Regions from separate parts of the Pan troglodytes genome. Here region 1 is linked to region 2. Evidence: chromatin contacts called from public HiChIP or PLAC-seq data. All regions are on one chromosome and are shown on one strand. Each heading gives the region's core, a stretch centred on a gene start, on an enhancer-like site or on the middle of the called end of the contact. The rest is flanking DNA. Distances are from core to core; before and after follow the strand shown.

Region 1 (6,540 bases), core at 1,020-3,519, 130 kb before region 2:
ACGTTGGTGTCTTCCCATAGTGATATCCTTTGCTGAAAAATGATTTAGACCTCTCTCCATCCACCTCCCTGCCACCATCAAGCCCCATGCTTCTTACCTGGCCTCGAGCAATCTTGAAGGGTGTGGCATTCACCATGTGCTGCTTCCGGATACCACTCCACCTGGTTCGGTAGTCCACAATGTGGCAGGGGGGAAGAATGTACTCGTCATAAAGCACATCTCCGTTGTAGTTGACAATGCTACATCGAGCCAAGGAACTAACATGCCCCTTTGGTCCTGTGCCCACCATCTCACAGTCAATTGCCACCATCTTCCGTGGCAACTTCTGGGATGCTCCGGAGCATTTATTCTCTGAATGAGCTTGGGTGGAGTTCTGTGGGGCATTCTTCTGAGGATGGTTCTTTTTAGAGGATTTCTTCTGGGAGCTCTTCTGAGAGCGGGTTGGGTGGCTATTGATCTTTGGAAGGGCACTCTGGAACTCCCCCAGCAAATCTACTTTAGCAGCAACAGAATCAGCCTTTTTTGAAGGGGCAGGGGTCAACCAAGACACTGCAGCTTTCTTGTCCAGGGGCTGTCCTGACCCATTGCTGGAAGCAGCTGTCTTCTTTTTTGGGAAGGAAGGGGTCTTCCAAGTGCCATCGACCGTAGGAGTTTCCCCTTTCTTTGAAGGTTCAGAGTGCAACTTAGGCGCCTTGCTAGGGGGTTGGTTCTTTTTACTCAGAAAGCCTCTCCGTTCTAAGAGCCTCCGCTTCTTGACAAAATTTCGGTGCTTGGCATTTCCTTCTAATGCCTTTTTGGGAGGAGGTTCCCCAAAATCCAGATTGAGCAGTAAAGTAGACATAGGGACAATGGAAGGCGGAAGAGTAGTTGGGAAGAGTGGCTTATGGATGAAAAGAGGATGTGGGACTCATTCTCTGCTGAATCCTACTGTCCAACATGTGGAGGTCTGTAGTACACCCTGGGGAAGAAAGTGATCCTGGTAATTGAGCTCCTAGGCCTGGGAGAAAAATGAGGTAAGCTCGATCTCCGTAGGACTTATGGAAGGAAAGACATCAGAGCAATCTCTCAGACAGAGGGGAAATGAAAACATAACATGAAATGATGGAGGGAGCATTGGTGTTAGCCAGCAAGCCTGGATTCTAGTGAAGCCCAATTCAGCCGTTTGGTCTTAGTAAGGTCATTACCGCGCTCTAGGTTTGAGTCTCATTTGTAAAATGAAGAGAGTGGAGGGGCTTATAGAGCTCGAACCCTCTGAGTCTAAGAGGCTAGAACACGTGCGATCTATACTCCGCCTAGGAAAGGAACATCTAGGTATGCTCAAAAACAGTGAGAAGTATGGCGTAGATAACCTCTGGGCTACCCAGGCATCCGCAGCGTGGACCACCAATAGAGACACAAATCCAGGCATCCCTTTCCCTTGGCTCCAGGCCGGAATTGGGGGCAATCTCCACATGCATCTCACCCAAGTCCTTCTCCCACGCAAGGACCTTGACACCATCTACCAGCGCGGGGGTGGGATCGAGGCTTGAGGCAGCCCACCTGGATAAGCATACTTCGGATCCCCGCGGTACAGATCGATCTCTCACGCTCACAAACCTACCTCCTAGACGGGTCCAGCTAAGACCGGAAGCGCCCGGAGCCGGATGCGGAAATCGGTGCGCGCCGACGAAGCCCGGGAAGGCAGGCGCGCGGGTTAGAACGCGCCAGAGGTCGGCGCGCGCACACCCGCACCGCCCCGACCTCAGGTAGTGAGGCCAGTGAATCCGAGTGTGTGAGGAGCGGCAGTGGCGGCGGAGGAGGGGGCGGCGTGGGTGGGGGCGGGGGCGGGATGCGCTCCCCGGCCCCTCTAGCCCCGTGGTGGTACAACGCGAAGGTGTGGGAAGGCCGCGATAAACCGGAACTGCAGCCCGCCGGACACCTCCGGCTTCACTTCCGTAAGAGGAGAGGCGTGTACGGCAAGGGGCGGGAACTGGAACTTGGCCCGCCTCGTTGTGAGCTGAGCTCAGCCGCACGCTTTTGTGGCGTCACTGCACTGTTACCCCGCCCTACGTGTCTCTGACGCTGACACCTTCTCACTGTGAAACGTCGCGACCTGTGACGTCTGGGGGGCGCCTCAAATCTTCCACTCCAGCATCGGATCCCGAAAGGCAGCGTCGGAGACTGGACCCAAAACTCTTCCTGTTCTGCCTGCAGAGTTGAGCCCCGTCCGGGTCCTGGACCCGCGTAGTACTGACCCTGGATCCCTGTTTACTGCGTTCTCGCTCCCCGCGCTCCCTGCTGGACCCCGGGATGCCGGGCATCTCCGCCCGAGGCCTCTCTCATGAGGGGAGGAAGCAGCTAGCTGTTAACCTCACCCGTGTCCTGGCACTCTACCGTTCCATCTTGGATGCCTACATCATCGTGAGGCCACAGGGGCGTGGGTGGGATGTCTCTGGTCGTGTGGTTGGCTAGGTACCCACGTCAGGGAGAGAATCTGGAGAATTAGCCTCTGATCTCTTTCCTTCTATGAGTTTCAGTCTTTTTCTGTACAAGAAGGGGTTAAAACTGGAGTGATCCCTCCTTTTTTTTCAGCTGACATAAATAATATTTATTTTTTTTTCTTTTTCTTTTTCTTTTTTTTTTTTTTTTTGAGACGGAGTCTCGCTCTGTCCCCCAGGCTGGAGTGCAGTGGCACGATCTCGGCTCACTGCATAAATAATGTTTCTAGTACCTACCTAGATTGTTTTTGTAATCTTCCCAGATCCAAGGTAATAAAATGCGTGGACATTGGAACCATGCTGCAACTATGTTGAACTCTTCTTGGAGCATGTCAGGTGTTCCAAGAACACACGTTATTCATCCAAGCTTTGAATAAATTCGTGGTTTTGTGGTATAGTAGACAGTCCTGGCTCTGGAATCAAAAAGGCTTAGTCTAGAATCCTGCCTCCCCTATGATGTTAACCTTAGGCCTCCCTAACCCCCAACTTGTCCTAGCCCGGGTTTCCTCAGCTATACAATGGATCCCAGTCTGAAGGATTATTGTGAAGAATAAATGAGAGAATGTGTAAATGGCACCACCATCCACTGAATTGTTTAGACCACAAACCCAGAGGCCATCATTGATTCAGTGCTGTCCTTCATTGATCCACAATCCAGTCCTTCAACAAGTCCTCTTGGCTCTGCCTTCGGAATAGATCCCAAATTCATCCATTTGTCCTCACCTCCGTTGCTGCCACCCTAGGCCAAGCCACCATCACCTCTCTTCTGAACTACTTCCTAACCGATCTTGCTGTGTGCTTACCTCTGCCCTGCCATAACCAATTCTTCACTGAGCAGCTAGATTGATAGCATTCAAATGTAAATCTGATCACGACAATCCCTTGCTTCCTAGATACTTTTATGAAATCCTAACTCCTTACTATTACCTATAAAACCCATATTCTGGCTCCTACTGTCTCTTCAACTCTATCCCATTTTATTCTCTCACACATTTCACTGTGCTATACCTCTGCTGGCCTGATTTCTGTTCTGCCAATATGGCAGGCATCTGGACCTTTGCACTCACTGATCTTCTGCCACAGAAAGGCAATCGCAGAATGGTTAAGAACAAGGACTCTAGAGTAAAATTGGTTTCAAATCCCAGCTCAGGCCGGGTACGATGGCTCACACCTGTAATCCTAGCACTCTGGGAGGCCGAGGTGGGTGGATTGCCTGAGCTCAGGGGTTCGAGACCAGCCTGGGCAACACGGTGAAACCCCGTCTCTACTAAAATAAAATAAAAAAAAAATAGCTAGGCTTGGCAGTACACACCTGTAGTCCCAGCTACTAGGGAGGCTGAGGCAGGAGAATTGCTAGAACCAGGGAGGCGGAGGTTGCAGTGAGCTGAGATCGTGCCACTGCACTCCAGCCTAGGTGGCAGAGTGAGACTCCATCTCTAAAAATAAATAAATAATCCCAGCTCAGCTATTTGCTAGCTTTTGGACGTGGGCAAGTTACTTAAGTGCTGTGCCTGTTTCTACATCTGCAAAATGGGGGATAAAAAAATACCTACCTCAAAGTGTTGTTTAAAGGATCAAATGCATTAATACATGTCAAATGTTTACAGCAGTACCTGGCCGAGAAGGTGTTAAATAAGTGTTTGCTATTACCTGTATTTTCTTTACATGCCTAGCACCTATTCATCATTCAAGTCTCAGCTCAAATGTCACCTCAGACAGGTCTTCCCTCATCATCCTATCTAAAGTAGTCCTTGCCCAAATTCTCCATTACATTACTGTTTCATTAGTGTTTTGTCTATATGACATATGATGTTGTCTGAAGTTTTGTTTTGGTTTGTTTTTTTTGAGAGGGAGTCTTGCTCTGCTGCCCAGGCTGGAGTGCAGTGGCGCAATCTAGGCTCACTGCAGCCTCTGCCTCCAGGGTTCCAGTGATTCTCCTGCCTCAGCCTACTGGGTAGCTGGGATTACAGGCGTGTGCCAACATGCCTGGCAAATTTTTGTAATTTTAGTCGAGAGGGGGTTTCACCATATTGGCCAGGCTGGTCTCGAACTCCTGATCTCAGGTGATCTGCCCGCCTTGGTCTCCCAAAGTGCTGGGATTACAGGCGTGAGCCACCATGCCCGGCCAAAGTTATTATTTTTTTTAATGTAAACTCTGCAGGAGCCAGAATCTTGTCTCAGGTTCACTGTTGTATTCCCTGAGCCTACAATAGAGCTTAATGTATAACCGAAACACAGTCCCAGAATTTGTGGTGGACGAATGAATAAAAAGACACCAGTGTCTGGCACATATAATGCAGGTTACTAAGTGGTAATGTACTAATACTGTGTGTCAGTCACTCTGGTAAGTGTTAGGGATGCAGATGTGAAGATACCATCCCATCCCTACCCTTAAGAAATGCAATTTAATAGAGAAAACAGACACAAATAAGTGCAGAAATTGCTAAAAGAAGTGTGTTAAGTTAAGCCACCAGAGTCGGGGAGGCTGGAGCAGGCTTCAGAGAACTGACTCGGCTTAGCAGGAGGTACCTGCCAGTTACAGGCAGTGGCCCTATGTGGCAGCAGTGCTGGGAAGAGGCAGGCAATGAGGTGTGTAGTTGAGAGTGGGGTGGGAAAGAATGGGAGTGGTAGTAGCTTGCTGATGGCTTCTCCCCTTCTTCTGTAGGAATTTTTCACAGACAACCTATGGGACACACTCCCTTGCTCATGGCAGGAAGCATTGGATGGACTGAAACCACCACAGCTGGCCACAATGCTGCTGGGGATGCCTGGGGAAGGGGAGGTCGTCAGGTATGGGCTAGAAGGTCCCTGTGCTGGGGAACTCAAGGCTTTAAGCCCTGCAGTGAGCGTATCGCTCAGAGAGTCTCATAAGGTCTTCCTGGGCCTCGGGTTGTAAACTGCTGCACTCAGATGTGATGGGACTATTCACTGGAGGCCTCGGCTGGACTATCTCAGGTACAGGTCAGTGTGGCCACTCACCCTGCTGGCCCTGAAGTCCACGGCGTGTGCCCTGGCCTTTACCCGGACGCCTGGCTTTCAGACCCCCTCAGAATTCCTGGAGAACCCCAGCCAGAGCTCCCGACTAACAGCTCCATTCCGAAAACATGTCAGGCCCAAGAAGCAGCATGAGATCCGGAGGCTGGGAGAGGTGAGGAGATGGCTGGAGCATGGGTGGTGTCTGGGAGCCCAGGGACTCCTTAAGCCTGGCTTACAAATATGTGTGCCCTTTACCTCACATGCAAGGCCAGAGGCCCTAGACATTCCTTTACCTCAACAGACATAACTAATCATATTTTGATGCTGGGGTTCTTTTTCATTCTTTTGTGGGGTTGGTTGGCAGCTAGGTCTGAATCACTGTCTCATTCCTGTTCCCAAATCTCCACAATCTGCTCATGGCTTCACGCAGGGTTCTTGTTCTGTGGGGGAGATTGAATCACTGACCTGTGAGGCAAGGAGAGTGGACCTGAACCTGGGGTCAGGTCCACTCTCCTTGCTTCCACCCTCACCCTTATATCTTTCTTTCCAAATCTGTCTTCACATCCAGGGCACCCTCTGTCCGTCTTTCTCTGTCATCTTTGTCTCTTCCACTCTCAGTATGGATGTTTGCCCCAGGAGTCAATAACCAGTGGCTAGGAGACCTTTGTTTCCTCCTTTTTCAGTTGGTGAAGAAGCTGAGTGATTTCACAGGCTGCACCCAGGTTGTAGACGTGGGCTCAGGCCAGGTGAGCCAGAGTCTTGATGTACTGTTTTTTTGAGTCATGGGGACATAGAACACCTGGAAGGCAGGTTATCGGGCCACAGGCCCAGCGAGGCAGGTGTCAAGAAGTGGTGGAATTTTTTTTTTCTCTTTGCATAATTTTTTTTAAGCCAGTCAGATTTAACAATGGGGGAGTTATATACCAACTTAAGCCACACTGATGTTAATAAGTTCTGTAGGGTAAAATTTAAGCCTTCTGTGGGGCCTGGGACCCAGGTGTCCAGGTTACCCATGGGGAGGGTGACAGTGGATAGGGCACTGAACAGGGCTGTTTCCATCCTGCTCGTGACTCCAGGGCCATCTCTC
Region 2 (6,302 bases), core at 2,958-5,457:
ACCCTCTGGCCTGGAGTTAATCACTTCCCCTTTAGGCTCAGCTACACTTAGTCCAGCACCCACATCACATTACCTGGGGGCATGGCTCCAAAATTGTTGTATACATCTCTGTCACCCCCTCCAAGGAGGGTGGGACCCTTGTTAGTCAGCTCTGCTTTCCCCCAGTTGTGCCCAGTCCAGGGCTGGAACCACTGGGCACTCAGGAACCGTGGACAATGGATGTCTGGATCCCAAGTTCACTCCTTCCTTGGGGACCTGGATGTGTCTCGCTTCTTCACTAGGGCCCAAGCCCCACTTCCCTTTCTCTCCCTGGACTCTCTTGCTCCCAAGAGGAACTTCCGTGGCTCCCCACTGCAGAAGATTCAAGTCTGAATGTTTCAGCCTGACATTCAGCTCCTGCTAACGTCTCCAGCCTCTACTTCCCTTCCCACCGAGCCCTCCGGTGTTATCACAAACACCACATGCCACATGCCACGCTATCCAGGCCCCATTCCTGATAGTTTGTTAAGAGAGGTGGGCAGGCAAGGCTGGCTCCCTGGGGGTTACTTCACATCTTCTCCCTGTTGTCATTAATGGTCCTGAGCTTGGCTCTGCCCAGCAGCTGTGTGTGTGTGTGTGTGTGTGTGTGTGTATGTCTGAGCCCACGCAGACACACACACAAAAAAGAGGGAGAGAGAATGAGAAAACACTTCTATCCCTTCCAGGCAAAAGCCAATCAGGCTCTGCGAGGCAGATGGGGGTTCTCTCAGGCGCCCACTTCCCATCATGCCCCTGCCTCTCCAGGGCTCCCCTGATGGGAGTCATTTGGAAAAACAAATCTAAAACCTTCACAGTTTAACCCCTGCCTTCCCTCAGGACCTGGCTCTGTGCAGAGCTGCACTGGGAACAGAACATCTGGGTCCCCTGAGCAAATACTAGCCCCTCCAAGGATGTGCTCCTGTCCTGACAACCACACTCCCAGCTGGCATCTGCTGTGCAGAAGAGGAGGGGGTTCGGTGGTTGGGGGAGTGGTGCTATGCCTTACAGACAGAGGATCTGTGACTAGCACCCTTCAGGGGACCTCCTACCCAGCCCATTGCATCACTCTCCCATCTCCATGGGAAGAGGAGACTCCCCTGCCCCTGGGAGCCCCCAGTCTGAGGGGCATCATAGGACCCCTCGGGCAAGCACAGAGTCTGGATTCCTGAGCTGCTTCAGTTTGGAGGGGAATGGTGGGACTGGGGAAGGGGATACCTCTTAATCCTTCCCTTTTTGAAGCTTCCACCCTCAGCTCTTTTTCCTCTTTCCACCAATCCCCCAGCACCTCCATGAGGGTCATTTAGTCTATATAGTCCCCCCACCCCCCTCTCTAAAACATATTGATGGGCAGTATCTAGCCTGGGGGACAGGCCCTGGGGTGTTGAGGAAAAGCAGTCTTCCCCCAAAACCAGCCTTCCTCCCTGTAGGGATTGGGCCCTAAGAGGGGGGACACAGGACTGGGCCCTGGAGGCAGGAGCTCAGGACCCAGTCTAGCTTTACCCTTAGTTCTCAGAGCTGCAGTTTCCTGTCGGCAACATTGCCTCCATTACTTAATGGTGCCTGGTTCTCAGCTACCTATCCCACCCCTGCCTCTTCCCATTCAGTGGCCCTAGAGATGACTTCTAACACTCTCACGGCCTCATTTGGGTTTTCAGGCAAGCTTCACTGGGATCACAGTTTCACTAGTAGGGACAGAAGATATCTACTCGTCCACGTTTTGAAGCTCTTCTCATCTCTGAGGGAGCTGAGGGAAAAACACCTTTATGTGGGGAACTAACTGCTTTTCCTGCTGGGCAGTTCTCCTGAGCGCTAACCCCAACCTCCATGTTCCAGTGCAGAGTAAGTGGAGGTGCTGTGGCTGCAAGCTCAGTTTTTTGGCCTCCCAGCTGGCTGGGAGGGAGGTAGGGGTCTGGGAGCCAGTTCCGGGGACTCACCCTCTACTGTATCCAGGCCAAATCCCAAGGAGAGGAAGATCACAGGCAGGCATGCTCCCCAGGGCCACAGACTAGGCACTGCCATTGTCCCAGCCCTGGCTTGTGTCCAGTCCCGGCTCTCCTCCCGGTGACTCTGGGGAGAAGGGCGTGATAAGCCCTAAGGGACACAGAGACCAGGGTTCAGATAGGAGAGGGAGGGCAGGGGCAGAGAGACAAGGAATCCCACACAGAGACAGCAGGAGACAGAAAAAAAGAAATGAGAGTCACAGAGACACAAAGACAGTGACAGGCAGTTGGAGACAGAGAGACTCAGCATGAGATTGAGAGATGGGGACAGAGATGCAGACAGTGACAGGGAGAGTCTCGGGCCTCCAGAGGGAGAAAATGACACAGGGTTCTGAGCAAAAGGCAGGCCGAGAGGCCAGCCAACCCTGAGGGCGGAGCAGCAGGCTGGGGACCGCTCCCAAGGAGGGCAGCGGGGGTCCCGGGGCGCGTGGGACTCCGCAGGGAGAGTCTCCCTGGATCCCTCCGGGCGCGCGGCCCCCCAGCGCCAGCTGACCGTGCTGGCTGCGGTCCTTCCCAGGGCCGGCACGCAGGGGCCGCGCCCAGCTCCCACCCTCCCCGCCCCCCGCCTAAACAGATTGGTTCGCAGGGACCTTTCCGTTCTCTCCACCCCTCCCGCCAAGTCAAAATATTTAGCCTGACAACTGAGGGGAGGACAGGTCTGTTGGGGAAATAAGGCCAAAATACGGGGGGAGGGTGGGCCAAGAACTGAGCTTCCTCAAATCCCGCTGCGGCTGCAGCGGGTCCCGCCAACTCTTTGTCCCCACCACAGGCTTCTTCCAAGTGGGGCTGCACCGCCGGAGGGGCAGCCAGCGCGCCCGGGCTTCTGGGGAGCGCTGTGTCTAGATTCTGCTTCCCGGTGCCTTGACACCTGCGGAGTAACTTCTGGCAGCCTCGACCCGGGAGAACGTGGACAGCCCTTGGCCTCTGGGAGCCCCTCTCAGCCTCCTATGAGGCCTCCTTGTCCTCTTTGGAGACCCCTTAGCGCCAGGCTCCGTCACCGCCTAGTCCCTTGGTTCTGACCAAGATCCCGAGGAAGAAGGCGATCACTGTGTGGGGCTCTGCCTCCGTCTGGTCACCTTCTTGAGCTCAGGCTGCTCGGTCGGTCTGTGTGTCCCTGTCTCGGGGACTTGGGGGGCCATCCGTGCTGGGGCCTTGGCGGAGAGGAGAACCGTGAGCCTCTAGGAGGTCGTCCTTCCCCCGCTCCCTGGGGCCTTGCCTGTCTCCCCGCCAAGAGAGACCCCTCTTCCCTTCGCTCTCCCCAGCTTGAGACGGATGGGTTAGTGCAGCCACGGAGGCTTGCGCGGTGGGAGGGGTTGGGACCAGCCTTCTGCTGCCCTGGGTGCTGGGGATCCCGGGGTTTTCCAGGTGCTCGGCCTCCAAGGTGCGCGGTCCTCAGCTCCACCCGCGGGCGGCTCCCGCGTCCGAGGAGCTAAGAGAAGATCTATTAATTTCTTCACGAATAAATCGATGCTCTTGTCAGGGAGGCGATCGATGTCAGCCCTGCCCTGCCTTGCCCTATCCTGCCTCGGGGCCGGCGCTGGCTGGCCGGGGTCAGGGACTGAAGCTGAGACCTGAGGCGTTGCTCACTGGGGGCTGCAGATCGCACCCCCAGGCACCCAGCGCGGGCGGGGAGCTCGCGCCTTTGCGCGCGGGCTTCTCGCGCCACCCTGTGGCTTCTCTTGGAGGCGCGGTCTTGGCTCTCCGGACTCCCTTCGGCCGGATTAGGCGACCCCTTCCCTTTCTCTGCCCCGTCTGTGTCTTCCTCCCCAGGTTCTGCGATTGATCCTTTGGTAGTCCTTTTCGTTTTCTTCCTAGAGTTCGGAGAATGTTCTACCTAACTTACTCCAAGTGACATGCTCACTCCCCTAGGCACGCGCGCCGCGAGGATGGAGCGCTGAGCCTGGGGCTGGCTAGGATGACCTGGACAGCAACCTTTCCTCAACGCAGTCATCTTCCCTCCTCCCCAAATGTAAAAATGCAGCTGCTTTAAGCTGAGAGAAATAACGTATCAGCTTCCCACCTCCGGCCTCAGCAGACACCTCCGAGGCGTTCTGCTGCGGCCCCTCAGCGTCTGCCGGAGCTGGGGGGGATCCTCGGGGAGAAGGCTGACGCTGGGGGCCCCTAACAGGGGAAGGGGCAGAGCGGGGGGCGTCAGAGAGTAGGCAAGGGGGTGGAGAAGAGGGGCAAGGCGGGGCCGGGCGGGGGCCGCTGGCTCCGCCCTTTCCTGGCGGCTGGGTCTTTAACACCGCCCAGCGCACATGTCGCGGGAGGCCTGGCAGCTGCAGCTGGGAGCGCACAGACGGCTGCCCCGCCTGAGCGAGGCGGGCGCCGCCGCGATGCTGCGAGGCGGACGGCGCGGGCAGCTTGGCTGGCACAGCTGGGCTGCGGGGCCGGGCAGCCTGCTGGCTTGGCTGATACTGGCATCTGCGGGCGCCGCACCCTGCCCCGATGCCTGCTGCCCCCACGGCTCCTCGGGACTGCGATGCACCCGGGATGGGGCCCTGGATAGCCTCCACCACCTGCCCGGCGCAGAGAACCTGACTGAGCTGTGAGTGTCCGGCGGGCGGTGGGGGGGCGCGGGGACAGGCAGGCATTGCAGTGCCCCGAGGGCGCGGACTCGCTGCTTGTTTGCTGGTCAGGCAGGGCGAGCACGGCGGAAGGCTGGCACCACGCAGCCTTCGGCGCTGCCCGGGCGTTCCTCCGCAGCCGCCGCTGCCCTAGCAAGCTTTATGGTCAGTGCCTGGATGTCCCCTAGTGTTCAGGGCATATGGGCCGCCGGCTTCAGGGAGATCGAAGGGGGAATCTCCGTGGACCAGGTCTGAGAGAGCCTAGCCGTCTAGAAGGCGCTTTCTGGAGCTCAGCCAGAAGCCCCTGCTCTGTCCCACAGAGAAGGATGGTTACCAGCAGAGAAGTCCCCAGTTTGTCACCCTTACTGCCTTTTTCCTTTTCTAGGGGCAAGCCAGCCCCCGCCCACTTTCTTGTTATGAGGAGGCAACCCTAGCTTTTCTTCTGGAATTGGGGATTGAGCTGGCTGGCATTGGTGGGAGGCGGTGAGGAGCTGAGTGGTTGAGCTCTCCTCTTTCCATTTTTACCATTCCTTCCCCCAGAACCCGTTGATTTGGATCTGGGAAATGGAACCCCCTCCTGGATTTTCTCTCCCCACTCCCATCTCCCTCTCCAACCTTGTCTCTCTACCTGGGGCGGGGAGTCAGGGCCCTTGCTGAGAGACCCTCCTCCCTTTGGTACATGAAGCTGGGGGGAATCTTCAGCATTCTGCAGGACTCTGACATTCTGCAGGAATTGGTTACAAAATACTCAAGTACTTTTTAGCAGCTGGTGAAACCTATGGGAGTATGCGGTAATGACTGGCCTGGAGGTACTCAGGCATCATATGGTGATGGCTGGAAAATACTTGAATATTACATATGGCTATCATGGCCAGCAAGACATCTAGAAGAGGGGAGGAACTGCTAGAAAATCCTCCTCCTGTGGCCTGGGGTTTCGAGGGTGGACAAGGAACCTTGGCCTTGTGCTGTGATGGGCTGGAAGGTATCCGAGGTGAGGATCATCACTGTCTGGAAGTTACTTGAGCAGCTTGCAGTAATTGGCACTGAGTTCCTTGGGTATCTCATGGTAATTAACGGGAAGGCACTCAATCTCTCTCTCTAATAGCTCTAGGGAGACCAGGAGTAGAGGAGATGGCCTTGTCTTGGTCTAGGCCTAGGTCTCTGCATGATGGGAGGGGGCATGAGAGACAGGTTGCCAGTCCTAGTCCAGTTCTCTCATCACCCTGGGCCTTCAGATTGGGGTCCAGACTCCTGAGTGCTCCCCATCAGGGCTCGTGTTTCCCAACTCTTTCCAAGCCCCAAGTGGGTCCAGCAGGGTAGGGATGGGAGTGGTAGGGGAGTGGACAGGCCAGAACTGGGGACGAGGAAGCATGTAGGGTGGTGAGCTGAGATGTCCCCCTGGGTGGGGCTGCAGCCTGACACCCCCCTCCCCACTGCCTGCACAGCCCCCTCCCTCCTCCCTCACCCGCAGAGCTAACGAGGAGATAATGGACTCGAATAGACAGATTGATTATGAATCCAAACGAATGAGGCAGCTTTGAGGCAGCTTTGAGCACGCTGGCCTGACAGCTCCCACACACCCTGCCAGCCCACTGCATTCTCACCCCCTCCCTGGGTCCCTACAGCTTGAAACCCTCTGGGCAGGGGCTGGGGGGTGGGTAGAATAGGGACTTGGCCTCCCTCGGAGTCAGTGGAGGTTACTTTATAGGCCTCTACT

What was found. HiChIP or PLAC-seq counts read pairs in DNA pulled down with a chosen protein or histone mark.
Region 1: a contact with region 2 is called in an H3K4me3 HiChIP or PLAC-seq map of stem cell-derived excitatory neurons, with 2.6 times the contacts expected there. The contact joins the promoter of METTL25B here to the promoter of NTRK1 in region 2. A contact is called at or near these places in 2 of 7 Hi-C or Micro-C datasets (induced pluripotent stem cells and stem cell-derived neural progenitor cells) and 1 of 1 datasets of contacts at active chromatin or transcription factors (stem cell-derived excitatory neurons).

The regions. Positions count from the first base shown.
Region 1 is chr1:92,465,993-92,472,532 of NHGRI_mPanTro3-v2.0_pri, reverse strand. METTL25B (methyltransferase like 25B) reads left to right here and starts at 2,269. Exons shown (of 7, transcript XM_016929365.3): 1 at 2,269-2,400; 2 at 5,143-5,267; 3 at 5,433-5,625; 4 at 6,137-6,199; 5 at 6,530-6,540. The coding sequence starts at 2,290. It overlaps ISG20L2 (interferon stimulated exonuclease gene 20 like 2), which reads right to left and starts at 2,397. Exons shown (of 4, transcript XM_009434541.4): 1 at 1,601-2,397; 2 at 98-958. The coding sequence starts at 841.
Region 2 is chr1:92,336,884-92,343,185 of NHGRI_mPanTro3-v2.0_pri, reverse strand. NTRK1 (neurotrophic receptor tyrosine kinase 1) reads left to right here and starts at 4,207. Exons shown (of 17, transcript XM_003308515.6): 1 at 4,207-4,566. The coding sequence starts at 4,277. It overlaps INSRR (insulin receptor related receptor), which reads right to left and starts at 2,536. Exons shown (of 22, transcript XM_003949610.4): 1 at 1,953-2,536. The coding sequence starts at 2,037.